2 separate regions of the Mus musculus genome follow, and region 1 is linked to region 2. Evidence: chromatin contacts called from public promoter capture Hi-C data. All regions are on one chromosome and are shown on one strand. The core of a region is the stretch at or near the end of the contact, and the rest is flanking DNA. Distances in the headings are between cores, read along the strand shown.

The links. Promoter capture Hi-C pulls out the DNA fragments that hold promoters and counts their contacts.
Region 1: a promoter capture Hi-C map of liver shows a contact between it and region 2, with 2.7 times the contacts expected there. The contact joins the promoter of Bcap29 here to the promoter of Tmem18 in region 2.

What each region holds. Positions count from the first base shown.
Region 1 is chr12:31,633,402-31,636,107 of GRCm38.p6, reverse strand. It overlaps Bcap29 (B cell receptor associated protein 29), which reads left to right and starts at 1,450. Exons shown (of 8, transcript NM_001164090.1): 1 at 1,450-1,503; 2 at 1,728-1,845. The coding sequence starts at 1,754.
Region 2 is chr12:30,583,145-30,585,844 of GRCm38.p6, reverse strand. It overlaps Tmem18 (transmembrane protein 18), which reads right to left and starts at 1,402. Exons shown (of 5, transcript NM_172049.2): 1 at 1,283-1,402; 2 at 255-375. The coding sequence starts at 1,339.

The DNA.
Region 1 (2,706 bases), core at 201-2,700, 1.1 Mb before region 2:
TTTCGAGACAGGGTTTCTCTGTATAGCCCTGGCTGTCCTGGAACTCACTCTGTAGACCAGGCTGGCCTCGAACTCAGAAATTTGCCTGCCTCTGCCTCCCAAGTGCTGGGATTAAAGGCATGCGCCACCATTCCCGGCGCATAGACATTTCTAATAGACACTTAGCAGAAGGACACTACAAACCCAAATGAACATGGGCTGCTCAAAAGTCATGATTAAATTAAGCATCTGAGCAACTGCACAACAGCCTTACAGGGGATTTTTAACCTTTTGAAGTTACATTCTGAGATTTGCAAATATTCACATATGTTGAAAACCTGGAAGTATTTGGAGTTCCCTTTTAGATTCCTAGTTTTGTTAATAAAAGAATGCCAAAGCTTTTTTTAAAGGGCAATACTATTAATTTGGAATTAAAAACAAACAAAACAAAACAAAAAAAAAAGGTAGCCAAGGGGATGGAGAAGAGGAGGAAAAAGACAAAAGTTACATCTTTAGGCATAAAGGGTCCAATAACACTGCCTTGTTCAGAAATGAAGGTCTACCAGTACTTCCGGGAGGGGGCAGGTATTCAGAAATGAGAAAGCCCATTATCAGCAGAAAGCTTGCTTAGGCTTTTGGCCATCCACTAAAGAAAAACAGAGGCAGGTGTTAGGCTTTTCTGAATTAGAACCCAGAAAACCAAGCAAGCTTACTACTGCCACAGGGCAGAAGGAAGCTCCTTCAAGGAGTGCCATCTTGGGATGTGTAAGTGCTGCGTCGTATTAATGGAATAATTATCCCTCCCACCTCTTTAACACATCTCCAAGTGAATCCTTTTTCCTGGATAGTGAACTCCTGGCCAGCTTAATGGAGACAGTATGTAATGTAGTATGTAATGTTATCGGGATGCCAAGTCTCTACTTGGAGCAGGGATATTACAGGAATTGACCAGAAAGCCTAAGGAGAGGCAGTAGTTAGGTTTTTCTTTCTAGTGTTACCAGGGAAACCAGAGGTGGAATGCAAAGTTAACCAAGCATGAGAGCATCCACCCTCAAAGGTTTCTGGGGCCTATCTAGTTACCTAAGGGAATATGGTTAGGTAAAGGAGTAGACCCAGCAGTTCCCACAAGTTGCCTGGTCTTGCCTATGGGCACGGTAGGACCAGGAAAACAGCATGCAAAACACAAAACGCTCCACAGACCCCCCAGGCCTGGGCCATGACTTAAATTCAGTTTAGCTCCGGGCAGGGAGGCAGGTTACCACCCTAGGGCACCTGGCTGGGTCCCACCATAGACCCGGGCCCTGGCTCCCGTCATCCGGCATCAGCCGCATCGGGGATCAGCCCTCCGGGGATACCGAGCCCACGTGGAGGAGCCTCGGCCGCCTCACGCCGCGCACCAGGAAACAAGGGCCGCGGGAGGCGCGGTCGCGCCAGTGTGACCTCAGCCGGGCCCGGCGCGCTCCCGGCGGCGTGGGACGTGCGCGCGCAGGCGGGCGGCGGGGCACGCGGAGCGATCGGCGGCGGGTAAGCCTGACGGGCGGCGGGCGGCCCCGCTGCTGACCTCGCGTCCGGCGGCTCGGGCCGCGGCGTTCTGCGGCCCGAGCCACCTCGGGACCGGGGAAGAACCTGCGGGGCCGTCCGGCGCACTGCCTCGTCACCCGGAGTTAGGCGAACTCCCGGCAGGCCCCACGCCGCGTGTCTGGCCGTTCACCCATGTTTCTCTAAAATTGAAATCTTTCTCTGTATAGGTGTGAAGAAAAAACAAAACAAAACGATGACAATCCAATGGGCGGCGGTTGCCAGCTTTCTTTATGCTGAAATAGGACTCATTTTACTCTTCTGTCTGCCCTTTATTCCTCCACAGAGGTAGGAAACCGTCAGATCCTTAACAGTACCAAATGTTTGATTAGCTTCTTCAGGCTACGGCGTGCGATGCTCTTTGTAAGGTTAGAAAGTTTTGGGAGGGCCGGCGGGGTGGCTCAGTAGGTAAAGGGCCCTTGCAGCCAAGGGAGAGAATTTCAGTTCGATACCCAGAAACCACCTGGTGGAAGGGGAACCGACTCCACAAAGTTGTCTTCTGACCGCCACACTTCCACCCTGGGACGCCCAGAAACACCCATGCACGCACATAAACACATGATGAATACACATGCATACATACAACAAATGGATAATTAAATAAAAGATGGGAGCCAATTATATAAAAGGTAGTCTTTAAAAATGAAACTCAAATTTGCAATCTGGTAACTATTAAAATTCTACTTTATATAAAGCTTGATTCTGTGTACAAATAGATTTTCACCTCCTTTTTAAAAGAACCTAGGTTTTTTTGGGGGGTGGGTGTCTTGATTACAGGTATAATAAAGCCATGGTTATGCCTTGGACATCTTTCCTGTCTATATATCTATATTCTCTCTCTCCTCTCTCCTTCCTCCCCCTTCATCCTCTTCCCCCACCCCCCACCGCCTCTTCATTTCTCTCCTTCCTCTTCCCCCTCTTCCTCTCTCCCTCCCCTTCCCCTAAACTGCCCTGCATTTGAGCAGAGAAATAAAAGGATGGGTGCAAAACTGTTTACTTGGGACAATAAAATGGACTGGCTCAGGGTCCACGCAGTCTTTCAAAAACTTGAAACTCCTCATCTGCTTGGTTTGCAGCTCTTCTCTGTCCTGGTCTCCACACCATGCCCTTTCCTTCCCTCACAAGAAGCAGTAACTCATACTGTAGGAA
Region 2 (2,700 bases), core at 153-2,652:
ACATGAGAGATAAATTGCACTGAACTCAAAGCAGGAATTATCTGTGTAAGAGTCAGCATAAGAGAATCAACATCTTAGTGTACAGATGTTTGGCATCCTTAGTGACCAACCTAGAACATGTCCAAAGATTACTTCATGATCTCCATATAGAAATGAAGGCTTGGGAAACGCTGTGAAAACACAACGCAAACAAACCCAGGGGCAGTATCGCAGCAATGAGAGTGAGCAGAGGGATTCAAGGTTCTCCTACTCACCCAGACACAGGAAGTGCCCGATCTGTAGCTTATACCTCTGTGAGGAGAAGCAAGTGAGAAGGAGGCACAGCAGGTGGAAGGCAAGGAGTCCTAGGAGCCACGGCTCTGTCCAGTCTGTCTCCTGTGAGGAGATAGCGTTAGAAACCTGGAGGGCAGCGAAACGAAACTGCTTTCCTGTGGGGAGTGGGAGCTACTGGTCCCTTCCATTGAGTTTGGGGGTCTTCCATTGGTGTTTGTATACAACCAGAACTCTCAGACAAGCAGGAGCAAGCGAGAGGAAACAGCGATGCCTCAATTGCAAACACAGTCACAGATTTTTATATAAAGATTTTAAAGTCTGAGCACACAGGATGGAAACTACTGTCCACTTGCCTCTTTGGACTGGGTGAAATCTAGAGGGTTATTATCAACTAAACTAACGAGCTAAGTAAAGTCATGTTAACTTGGAATGTGTGAAGCTGCGTACACCAAGCTCCTCTGTGCATGGAGGTCTGGAAATGAGAGCCATCCTAACCTGCAGAGCTGACTGTCCCTGACACTTCTGCACCATGCAGCCGGCTAGTGTGCTTTGGGGTCTTAAGTACAGTCCCCAAGGCTCCAATCTTTCTGATTCTGTCTCCAACTAATATTAAGTTCCTAGTCCCGACTTCTTAGAGCTTCCCATGCCATTTTCCAAGGGCACGGCTCCGCAAGGCAAGACCAGCTCCTCTATCTGGAGCCCTAAAGCTCTTGGGGACAGCTTGAAGTCCAGTTACTGGGTAACGCTCATCTCTTCTGTGCCACATCGGAAAGACAGCGCACTTGAGAGTCTCTCCAGACACTGGCAGGGAAGTCAATGTATGGCGCTAAGACGCCACCGGGGTGAACACTGGTGTTGGGGACTCAGAGGACGGCCGGTGCGCACCCGGGAGCTGCCCCATCCAGCGGAGCAGGGAGCGGCTTCAGGCAGCCCGCCCGCCCCTGCGCAGTTCTCGCAAGAACTAGCAAACCCCACCAAACGCCGGCGCCACTTAGAGCCTGCGAGTTACCATGATCACCGCAGGGATGCTGACTGGGAAGGATCGGACTGAGTATGCGGACGACATCGCGCCAGGGATCCCAACAGCCGGGACGAGTCCGCAGCTTCCGACAGCCGGGAAAGGCGCTTAGACTTCTCGCGAGATCTACGGGTACGAACCTGGCGCTTGGCTCTTCTCGCGAGAGTTCTGACTTTTTTTTTTTTTTTTTTTTTAAAAGAGCGTCCAACTTTCGTTATTGCAGTAGTGCATTTCTGTAAGAAGTGTCAACGTGCTCACCTAGTTCTGTTTCTTCCAGACTGCCCAGAAAGCGGAGGGTTCGTGGGTTCCACAGATGCAGCCGGCGGCTGGGGAGAGTTTGCCAGGGTCCGATGGCATCCTTGCTCCAGTAGCCCGCCAGGCAGCCGGCAGGAATCCCACTTCTACCCCAGTGGGATAAGGACACCAACCCACCCACAAAACTTTTCACCTCAAATTTGTCTTGCCTAAAAGAAATGCAGGCACAAAGATGAAGCAGAGACTGGAGGAATGGCCAACCAATAACCAGCCCAACTTGAGACCCATCCTATGGGCAAGCACCAATCCCTGACACTATTAATGATACCCTGCTATGCTTGGGGACAGGAGTCTAGCATAGCTGTCCTCTGAGAGGCTCCAGCCAGCAGCTGACTGAGACAGATGCAGAGACCCACAGCCAAACACTGGACTGAGGTCGGAGACTTTTATGGAAGAGTTGGGGGAAGGATTGAAGGTCTTTAAGGGGCTGGGAACCCCACATGAGGGCCAAAAGAGTAACTAACCTGGACCTCTGGGAACTCTCAGAAACTGAGCTGCCAACCAAAGAACACACATGGGATGGACCAAGGCCCCTGAAACATAAACAGCAAAGGCGCAGCTCAGTCTCCATGTGCACACACACACACACACACACACACACACACACACACACACACACACACACAACTGGGGCAGAGGCTCTCCTAAAGCTGTAGCCTGACTGTGGTATCCATAGCCCAACAGGCCTCAGTGGGAGAGGATGTGACTAATCTGGCAGAGACTTGATGCACCAGGGTTGGGGGAATACCCAGTGGGGGCTCACCCTCTCAGAGGAGATAGGGAAGGTGGGAAAGGGTCTCTGTGAGGGGTGACCTGAAGGGGGTAGCGTTTGGGATGTAAATAAAATGAAATAAAAAGTCCCAGGATGAATATAGTGTCAGGTCTCACCATGCTGGATAGATAGCAGCTGAATCCTATAATCCACACAGCCCTTACCCAGAGAAATGGGCTGCCAATGGTGTCTGTACCACAGGATTCCTGTCCCACGAAACCGAGATAGACATTCCATCAATAGGACATAGTGAAGCAGCCCTATCCAGTAGACTGGTGCATATGGTATCTGCCCCCAAGGCCAGCAATGAATATACAGTCAG